Regions from separate parts of the Camelus bactrianus genome. Here region 2 is linked to region 1. A link is a contact called in public Hi-C data. All regions are on one chromosome and are shown on one strand. The core of a region is the stretch at or near the end of the contact, and the rest is flanking DNA. Distances in the headings are between cores, read along the strand shown. Region 1 holds the start of VPS37C (VPS37C subunit of ESCRT-I). Region 2 holds the start of PRPF19 (pre-mRNA processing factor 19).

What was found. Hi-C and Micro-C count contacts between places; a contact is called where the count stands out from the background.
Region 2: a Hi-C map of liver shows a contact between it and region 1, with 2.3 times the contacts expected there. The contact joins the promoter of PRPF19 here to the promoter of VPS37C in region 1. A contact is called at or near these places in 2 of 2 Hi-C or Micro-C datasets (blood and liver).

Annotation. Positions count from the first base shown.
Region 1 is chr10:9,756,229-9,761,755 of ASM4877302v1, reverse strand. It overlaps VPS37C (VPS37C subunit of ESCRT-I), which reads right to left and starts at 2,714. Exons shown (of 5, transcript XM_074371952.1): 1 at 2,613-2,714.
Region 2 is chr10:9,965,676-9,971,202 of ASM4877302v1, reverse strand. PRPF19 (pre-mRNA processing factor 19) reads right to left here and starts at 2,479. Exons shown (of 16, transcript XM_010956374.3): 1 at 2,228-2,479; 2 at 380-529; 3 at 131-207. The coding sequence starts at 2,246.

The DNA of each region.
Region 1 (5,527 bases), core at 1,465-3,964:
TGCATGGCAAGGAAAGTTTCAAGGTGCTCTACAAACATTCGCAGGGGAAACCCAGATCAGTGGTTTTGGTGGGTTGCCTGAAGAAAGGGACCATCTTAGGTCAGCCTCCCCAGAAGTTGCCCAGGATGAGAGGTTTCATATATGTGATTTATTTCAAAGTTGCTCCCAGAGAAACCAGTGAGGAAGCAAGGGAAGCAGGACAGGGAAGGGGATGAAGCTGAGCCTGGGTGTGATTTCATGCAAGTCTTGGAGGGGGAGGCTCCTGCCTGCTCCCACAAGGAACTCTGGGATATAAGTTGTGCCTCAAAAGTGCCCCAACCCCGGGCTTTCACACTCCCACAAGCACTGACCCCTGAGCCTTCGGCTAAGAGCCACCCAGTGTCTCTGGGCTCTTGGAGTAGATCCTCCAAAGACAAGCCACAGGTGCCACTAGAAGCAAAACCACAACCAAAGCAGGGAAAATGCAACCTCAGACACTAGGGTGTTCTGGACCCACTCTGCTCTCTCCAGCATCATAGCAGGAATCCCACTAGGGGAAAGAGGCCTCCTCATTTCTAGAGGAAACCATTTCTGATGAACCAGGAAGAGCTAGAAGCTGGAACACAGTGCATTTCACCCCAGCAGAGAGCATTTCACCCTTGCATTTAAATCTCCAGGCCCCTGCAATACATACACATCCATGCGCACGTGCATGTGCACATACATGCGCAGGCAATGTTTTTAAAAGCAAGATGCAGGGACCAGTGTGATTGTTGGTAAAGTGCTCAGCCAAGACAGGACAGGCTCCGTCTCTAGTTTGGGCCCCCTTCGGTGTCACACTGAAGCTCCCCTACACTCTCATTTCCAATGACCTTGGCACGGGCTGCGATAAGTCTCCAGAAGTCAGACAAACCTCCCCAAGCCCTCAGCCAGCTGGAAGTGGGAAGGAAAGGATGGCCTCTCCTCCAGGCAGCAGTCCTGAAGCAGTCCCCAGACCAGCTGGAGGTCAGACAGCCGCTGCTTGTTCCCGCTCAGGCCTGGAGGCCCACAAAGCAGCCCTTTCATCCCACAGCTGGACAGCCCTACACAGCGATCGCACAGCTGGCGAGAGGCTGACTCAGGATTCCAGCTTGCGGCTCCCCTCCTCCTGATCTCCAGTCCCTGCTTTGCCACCAAATTCCCTTGGTCTACAGCAACCTTGGCCAAGTCCCTGCTGTCCTCTGAGCCTCAATTCCTCATCTGTAAAGCCAGCAATGGAACTAGAGGGTCCCCCAAGGCATTACAGGACACTGAGACAGCTCCTTCTTAACCCCTGTGTCCCAGACAAGCTTCCCACATACACCAAGTGTCACAGGTATGAATTTGAGTCCAAAATACACGATTAACTTTGCCAACAAAAAATTGTCCCTTGCCGTCTGACACTAAAGAATGAAGTCACGAGCCACTGTAGTCGCTGAACTTCAGCTCACCTTGAAAGGAGTTCAGGGCTGAGATCAGGAATGAGGCACTCCGTGCTCTGGGGAAACTGATGGGAAAACTGGTGGAACAGTCCTTCAGAGAGCTGAATATTTTCAGGAGGAGATTTTATGAGCCCAAATTCTTGCATCTTCTTATATCTAAAAAAGCACTAAAATCATTCATGGAGACGTCTGCTCTTCGTGACTAGCAGCAAGCCTCTGCCAAAATGTGTGCGTGGCTGCACGTATCACCTTCACTAAAATCATAGATATTCTGCATCCCCTTTGACCTCTTCAGAATACTTCCGAGCTATCTGGGAGGCTGCCTCCCAGGCTATAGTCCGTATCTTACCCCAAATAAAATTTAACTCATAACTCTCGCATTGTGCTTTTTTTTTTTTTTGAGTCAACAACTTTATACAAAACTCATATAGCAAACTACACTTCAATAACAAATTTAAAAATTTAAATTAAAAACAAATAAATAAAAATAAAAAGCTGATTGAACACACACAAAAAAAGAACTCATATAGCACTTACCATGATTTTAAGCACCCTACGTGTATTAACTCATTCAGTTCTGTTACTATCCTTTATTTAAAGATGGGGGGTGTGAGGCACAGAGAGGGTAAGTAACTTGTCCAGGTCACACAGCTAGCAAGTGGCCTACCTAAGATTTCAACCCAGGCCCTCCGGCTCCAGCACTGCTCTCATTTTCTAAGCCATGTCACATACCCTTTTTTTTTTTTCAATAGTTCCGTCTTCTTTCCCTTCCAGGCCAGAGAGAATTTATCTCCTGCTCTTCCCCCTCCTCCATGGAATCCTGTGAGATTTCTAGACTATTGTGGTGTCAAAAGAAAAATGGAGGGGATGCCCACTGTGGTGTCACCATCATATCCATAGCTCTTCCACCCACCTGGTGACATGCTAGTGCCCTCTGTCTCTGGGCAGGTCACAGACGTGCCCCTCCCAAGGCCCAGGCTGGAGCTAGCATCAGTCCTTGGGGATGGTACCAGCTCCTCTCGAGGCCACGTGCTAGGCGATCAGACCTCAGCACCCATCCACCTCCAACCAGAACTTCTGTCCCTTACCGCAGATGTGACGAGAAGAGAACCAGCCTCGGTCATGCATGGATGCCCAGAGAGAGCAACCCTCCCTTCCCTTACCAGCACTTACTCCTCTACCTCCTCCTGTTAACTTCGCCTTTCAAACGCCGCTTCGGAGGGAGCTTTCTTCAGAGTAGTTCTAGAACACTGCTGAGCTATTAGCTACCACCCGCCTCCTAGCCTAGAATACTACCCTTTCATTTCCTACGGCTGTGAGAACAGGAAGGAAATTAACATTTCTGCATAACACACACACACACACACACACACACACACACACCCCTGTCTGTGCAAAGTGCTAGGCAAACAGTTCGAATAACAATGGGAAATTAATCACGAAAGTTGTTACCAAATTAAAGTTAAATCTGCCTTGCCACCATTTAACCTTTGTCTCTGTTCTGCTCTGAAAAGTCACCAGAGAGTAAGTCCAGTCCTCTGTTCTTGTGGAAAACTTCCAGAGATTTGACGTTGGTCTTTGTACCCCACAAAAGTCTTGATTCTCCAGAGTAAACACACTCCAAAGCATCCGTCCCGACTCCCTCTTCCCGGTGAAATGGAGGGTTAGAAGCTAGGGCTTGTGACCTGCACTCAGGGTCCAAACGCTCCCCCAATCTCGTTCTTCAGCTTTTAGGTTTTGGGGGGTTTTCCTATTTTTTAAAAAATGTATTTCCTTTCTCTAACTTCTTTTATCTTTTGCATCCTTCTCACATTTTAGCCTCACTTTCCTTTTTTCTCCTCCATTCTCTACAGTCTAACATCTGACTCACCTACTCAAAGCTCCCCATCGCCCACGTGATAAATTCCACGCTCTTGAACGTGGTATTCAGCCTCCCCCTCCACCCCGCCCCGTGACCTGGCCTTTGTTCTCCTGTGTATCATTAGTGCTGTCGTCCAGAGTTTCAAGTCTTCATCCTACACTCAGACTGGAACACACTTCCTACTCTCTTAGCATTCAGTGTGGCCAGATGGCTGGTTTGGACCAATGAAATGCAAGAAGTAGTGACACCTGTCACTCCCAGAAAATGCTTTGATAACTAGTGCATGAATGGGCACGTGCCTTTCCCCCTGCTGTGGCAACCAGTGACATTGCAGATGGTGACACTTCCATCAGTCTGCATCCCTGGGTGAAGATGTCTCCAATCGGAGCCCCAGACAACTTGTAATGGACAGAGAGAACAAGAGAGGAAGGTTATTACTTTTTAAATGGGCGTTGCTTGTTAACTGCCCATACTAATGTGATGTGTCCTTTACGCCTAAGCTTGCCAGATGACATACAATCCCTGTAGTCCATTACGATGCCAGTGGTGCCCTCTTTGACAGACATCCCCTCCTCCCCTACACCCACTCAGCAAAGTCCTTTTATCCATGGAGACGCAGTTCAGTTGCTACCTCCACCAGGAAGCCTTCCTAACTTTCCACCCAAGGCAGCATTAGGCGTCCCCTTCCCAGGATGCCGGGGGCAGGTCTCTGTTACAGTTTGGTCTCATTTTTCTCTCTGACTTTTTGTTTCCTGGACTACAAGTCCCCTACTAGCCTATTCAGAAAAAGCTGGCTCCCAAGGCGACTGGCTTGTGGCAACAGATCATGGACTAGACTTCAGAGCACCTTCCTCCTCAGCCTGGCACCTGCATTCTGGACACAGTCCACACACTGTCCCTGCCCTCCAGGGTCCATCTGTGCAACAGGCATTTTTCGGACTCGGCTTAGAGCACCTTGAAGAAATGTTCACTGAAAGAATGAATATTTCCTGGTAGATGAGATCCTTTCTCAGTCCCCCCCATCCCCCACCCCCTCATCAACTCTGCATCGTTTCCTGGTCCCCCAAGCCCAGGACTAAGGCGCAGCTGGAATTTGCAATCAGATCTGGATTCAAACCTTGGCTCTATCACTCCCAGGACATGCATCCTCAAGGGAGATACTTAACCCCTCTCAACCTCAGTTTCCTCATCTGTAAATTTGGGAAACTCTCAAGTTCTGACAGATTCACAGACACAGAAAACAAACTTGTGGTTGTCAAAGGGGAAGCGGGGAAAGGGATAAATTAAGAGATTGGCAGCTACTACTGCATATAAAATAGATAAATAACAAGGTCTTACTGTATAGCACAGGGAACTACATTCAATATCTTATAATAACCTATAATGAAAAAGAATATAGATACATAAAACTGAATCACTATGCTGCACCCCAGAAACTAACACATTATAAATCAACTATACTTCAATTTAAAAACACACACACACACACACGGAAATGCATTCAGTGTCTATGGGCTCCTCAAATGGGTCAGACTCTGTGCCTGGGAGACCAGAGTGGCCCAGCTCAAGCCCTCCTTGAAGGGGAGACATTTGAGATGACACTGAATCTTGAGAAGAAGCCAGCCATGCCAAGAGCTGGGAGAAGAACATTCCAGACGGAGGAAACAGCCATTATAGAGGCCCAAGGTAACTAAGCTCAGTAAATGGCTACTTTCCCACTTCCAATCTTCTTTCCACAGCTGGACACACTACTGTGTGTGGGGACATCCAGGCCACAAGTCATACACCATGAAAGCCGTTACCCTCCTCCCCAGAATGGCAACCCCGGGGCTGCCTGCAACCTGAGGAATGGAGATCAGGGCTGTCCCAGAGCTGAGTCCACTTGGACCCGGGGCTGTGGGGATAAGCTGGTTATCACCGGGGACATTAAGTCCCAGGGACACCACCAGGGACTCTGACCCTCTCAGTGCGCCTGTCCTCCTGGGTGGAACCCCTCAGGGCACTGACAGGGTCAGGAGGAAAGCAAACACTCTTGTCTCCTTCCCCTGTGCGATTCGGGAGCCCCCGGCCCACACTGCTCTCTGGGCAAAGTCCCTTTCCTCCATTCCTTCTGGAAGCGTGGCCATGGAGGCCAGTGTCAACACCTGACTCTGAGGCCTGGTGGCTGGAACTCCACTCACAATCAGTTGGGACCCAAGAAATGCCCAGCCTTTCCCTGTGGGGCTGC
Region 2 (5,527 bases), core at 1,230-3,729, 210 kb before region 1:
GGCTCCTCTTCTGCCCTCACCCACCCCGCAGAACAGAAAACAATGCTCCATCCTTCTCAACCCCACATCCTGGTCCAATGACCCACTCTTTTCAAGTGGGGAAAACACCACTTCTCTTCCAGGGACTCACCCACTCATCCTGCAAGGCTTTTAGGATGGCTGGGATGCTGGTGGCTGAGGGAGGCTTGGGCCGGATTGGGTGAGCAACTGCCAAGAGAGGGAAAGTGGGTCTGAAAAACCATAACCTGGGGTGTGCTACCCCTCCCCACTCTTCCCCTCCACCTGCACTAACAGACCACCGCCTCCTCCCCTGGTGCACTGGCCCCCCTCTCCGGCTCTGAGCTAGGAGCGCCTCAGACTGCAGCCAGCCAGTGGGCACCTTTGATGTCAATGAGCTGCTCCTCGGACAGAGGCTGGTTGTTGATGGGGTCTGTGCCGTTCTCTGCAATGTACTTCTCAATGAGCCGCCGCTCATAGACATGATTAGAGACTGGGGACACACATGGGTGCTCTGGCACTTCATTGGAGACTGCGGAGAAAAGGCAGGCAGTCAGCTTGGCGGGTGAAAGGGACCTTGGGCCAAGGAGATGTTTCCCTGCCTACTGGCCTCAACAAGACCACGCGTCCCTACACTAACAGGAATCAAGACATGACACTAAGCCAGTTTTGGACTGTACCCAGAACGTTGTCCAGCAACCTAACTAGCTTCTCCATCAGTCTCCCATCAGTCCATCAACAAATAATTATTGCACAACTACCATCCACCGGGCGCTTGAGAGCGGTCAGTAATCCTTGCCCATCTCATTTCTGAATGAAGGTGCTTAGGCACCCATTATACTGGACGACAGGGAGATACACACGAAGCCACTCAAATCTCGGGCTAGAGCCTAGATGGATTCTCAGACAAAGAAATTACAAAGCAATATAACAAATGCTGTAATAACAAAAAGCATTTACACGGTGTTTACTAGATGCCAAGCACGACTATAAACACTTCCGCAGATTAACTCATCCTCACAACCACCCTCAACAGAGCTATCGTTTATACCCCTTGAGGACAGGGATTATAGCTGGTCTCTGACTTCCAGAACAATGCAGATGCCCAGCAGGCAGTCAGTAAACATCTAACAGATGAGCGAATGAGAGGAAGGATGGTGCTGGGGAACACGTAAAAGGGGTTCCTCAAGACTGAAAGGAAACAGTAAATGTGAAAATACTCTGCACATTGTAATTTCTTTAAATGTGAAAAGTTCTTTTTTCTAGCCACGTTCTCTTCCCTCCTTCTTCTCTTTGTTTGGATTTATGGAGAGGTTCTCAGAAGACTAAAGGGCTTGAGAGTTAGGAAGCAAGGAGAGAAAAAGCTGAGAAATTAATAACCTGATGAACAATGAGAATGGAAAACATCTCCATGCCTCAATGAAACACCAAAAGGAAAGACAGTACAAGGCATTTGAAAAAAGCATGGATTCAGGGTCAGAGAACCTGGCTCCATCACCCAGCTTCGCCAGTTAATTAGCTATTCTGTTTGACAAAAGCCACATTTTCCTTGGGCATTACATCCTTATCTGTAAAATCGGACCTTTATTTCTGCTTTGGAGCATTCTTGTGAGGATATAATGAGATCACAGACTTGCAAGTGCACTGTAAACCAATAAAAGCTTTATAAATGTGCGCTGTTTTTACTAGTCCTACAGCGTGAGGCTGGGAGCCAGAGACCTGGCTTTCAGCCCTGTCACTGCCTCCAACTCACTGTGTGACCTTCGCAAATTACAGAAGCTCTGCCGACCCGAGCAGGGCCTCAGACAACATCCAGTGCCAAGGCCTTCATTTTGCAGATGGGTAAACAGAGGCCCGCATCCTCCTGCCAGATCACAAAGCCAACTGGAGGAGGATCCTGCACAAGCCTTCGGGCTTCCCGATTCCTACACCAGAGCTGTTTCCCCTGCACCAGCTCTCTCTATGCAGGCCTCAGTTCCACTGCGCAAAAGAGATGGATGGCCTCAGTGCCTGCGACAATACGTTTGAGGCTTTAGGTAAACTATGAAGCGCTGCGCAAATGCACCCCACGCTTGAGGAGGAAGACCCCCGGGCTGACAGGCAGCCCCCCTGCCTCCCAGGAGCCCTGTTTTCACCTCCGCCCCCACCCCTGCACCGCAGCGGCTCGTAGATCCTCCTGCTCGGCTCTCCGGCCTCCTGCGACCCGCGATCGGCCTTAGCCCATACTCACTAGAGCAGATCAGGGACATGGCGCCGTCGCTACGCTCCGAGGCGTCTCACACCGAGCTCCGGGATCGGCTTCTCAGCCCCCTCGGGCCACTTCCGGTTCCTCGCTGCTTCCGGGACGCTCCGCGGCGAGCGGGGAGCGACCCCGCCGAGCGAAGCCCGCCTAGCGCTTCACGTGGAACCACGGCTGGTCGCGCGCCTCAGCCTCCAGCACTTAACGGAAACTGCCCTTTCCCAGAATGCAACCGTGCAGGAAAGGGAGCGCCAGGTCATACTCGGCTATTTCCGGGCCCACTCGGTTCCTTCCGTAACGCGCCCCTGGAGGAGGAGAGGAGGCCCGAAACTACATTTCCCATGATGCAGTGGGCCTTTTTAAAAAGCCAATCAATTCGGCAACACACTTGAGAACAGAGCTTGTTGGGGCCGTGGGATCGTAGTCTTCCAAACTTTGGCGTGCGAGAATCTCTTAAAATGCATCTTCCTGGGGTCTGCTTAAGAGAGCCTGCGTTTTCAGTGCGTGCCCCACGTGATTCCCGGGCAAGCGTTTCTCGGACTACCCTTAGAAAGACCCAGTGAAGAAGCCGTGGATGCAGATGGGTGAAGAAAACTAACGCTGGCCAAGCAACTGTTCTGGTCCTACCTTTTCTACCAATTTGCTCTGTGATTTTGGCCGAGTCATCAACTTCTCTTCGGCCACACTGGCATTTCAGGTCCTCAAACTTACCCTCTCTGGCTGGTTCCAGTGCTTTTGCCTGGAATACTTTCGTCAACTCGGACTGTCCCTCCTTCCCTTCCCGCCTATCCCCTCCAAAGGAAACTTCAGTCTCACCTTAAATGGTACTTCCTCTGGAGTCTTGTTCTTGACTTCTGAATTTTAGTCCGCACAGCACTCTGTAATTCTCCTCTGAACCATTCTGAATAACTATAATCATTTAATTATGTACAAGTAAATGTTTGATGTCTGGATACTCCGCTAGACTGTAAACTCCGAGATGACAGGAATCATCATTGTTGTGGTCACTGTTGCTTCGCAGAGTCTAACGCAGTGCCTGACACATAGCGGGAAAGTCATAACTATTGGTTGAACGACAGACTGCCTGCCAGGCCAGGCAGCTTAAGTACTTGGATGTGGTAGGAAATAAAGTGGAACCATTTAGATGGGACCTTGAACCAGAGTTGGTTAGACTTGACTGGGCTAGCAGTGGAACAGCAGTTCAGCTGTGAAGTGATAACCATGTTTCTAGAAGATTCCTCTGGAAGACATTTACTGAATGGGTTGGGAGGGGACAGACTGGAGGGAGAGGGACACAAAAATTTATTTATTGGACAAATCTTTGTTGAGTGCCCACTGTGGCCAGTCAGGAGGCACTGTACTTGGCATTGGGGATAGGACTCTGAGTGAAACAGAGTTGTCCCTATGTGGGGGAGCTTATGGCTGTGATGGAAGAATGGAGGAAAGGGGGAGTCTCTTCAAGGCTTTTGAGTTTTAAAAGCCAGCTCTTCAGGGAATAGAAAGGATTCAGGGCAATTGACTTTGGAGTAAATATTACAGGTGAGAACTTGATCTCAGATTACTCACCACTCCTCCCAATCTCAGCCTCCCCACAGAGGAGATAAAGATTATCTAAGGCTGGGAAGGGACACGTTGGGGAAGGGATATATACATGCATAGCTGTCAGTGGGTCCTTGAGACAGGAACTCTATGTCCTGCTTCCCCAGGCCAGGGCTGCTGTTACTTGGGAAGCAAGGCAACATATTGGGCAAATAATCCAGAAGAAGCTCCATTTCCCATATAGATTTAGTTGCAACCTATGTGGACAAGAGACAGACAATTAAGAAGGACAATGCAGCTCAAAGAGGTTTAGATGAATTCTTCTCGTTCCCCCCTCCAACTCTATGTTAATTTTCCAAAAGGTGTGTACAACCTGAGAAACAAGGATAGAAAGAACCCTGAACTGTCTGAGGATGTTTCTACCACTCAGCTGGAAGAGAGTTGAAAAGAAATTAACTTGTCATAGGAAAAAAAAAAAAAGAAAAGTTACATTTCTTGCATGGGAAAGTCCATGACATGAGGTTGGTAGTTCTACAAATAAGAAACGATCTCACAAGCACATGTGAGGTTCCAACTGTGCAACTGTTAGAAAGGCTGGAAGGTGAGGCCCAGGATGCTGCTAGAGCCCGTTCTGGAAGAAAGAGACCCTTAGCCAAGGGAGGAAGTAATAAGGGGCCAGAGGAAGATGGGTATGTCTGGGAAACATCTGAAGGAAAGAAACAACTTGACATGATGGCAGACTGGTGGCTACTCATGTGTAGTCTGTGTGAAACAAGGACTCACCATATGGTCCTCCAAGGATGAAGTCATTAGCCACTACAGTCGCTGCCCTACAGCACACCCTGAAAAGAATTCAGAATGAAGAACGGGATGAGCCACTCTGTGCTTTGGCAAAACAGGTCCTTACATAGTTAGATATAACAGGAAAAAAATTTAATGAACCCCAACTTTCCACTGAGACATATGCTGGATCGCTGATGCTTCTTAGCCAAAATCACAGGTACACTGGCCTCTCCCCAAACCTCTTCTGAGCAGTTTCTCAGACTATCTGAGAGGCTGTCTCCTGGGCTAGAGTCCTCAGTAAGACACTGCATAAAACTCAACTCATAACTCTTATGTTGTGCACTTTTTTTCAATTGACAGTTTTGGTGACCATGAAAGGACCCAGAGCAACCTCTCTCCTTTGCCTGAACTCTAATAGGATCCAGAACCATGGTACCAGCAAGGGCCCCTTGTGCCTGTCTGCCTCCTTGGTGTGCCCAGATGAATTTAGGTGAGTCACTCCTGGTCTTGCTCTAGCATCTTGGTTGACAATCCTGAGTTTTATTCAGAGATTGTTAAACTCCTCACTATGAGGAGCAAGTTACCCTTGAACTTAGGATTCAAGAACAGGTGCCTTTATTTCCCAGTTGACAGACACTGGGAAGATTTTGCTCAGTTGAAAGACAGTGAGGAGATTGGGACTGGGTGATTAGGGAGGAGGCTGACCTGATATCTTTCCTCAAATCGGCTTCACAGACTTTAACAGAATTTGTTAAAGAATTTATTTCACAAAAATAACTAAATTTCCTTGACAATTGCATTGTAATCACGTCTTTAACCATGCCTTTTAAAGTCTTTTTTCATTTATAGACAGCTAGTGTTTTGCTCTGATGCTTTTTGAAAAGTACAGGTTTCTGATAAGTTTCAGATTATACTTCTAAACTGGGTAAGAAATTAAAGAATTCTGTTGGAAAAACTGATGTCTTTATA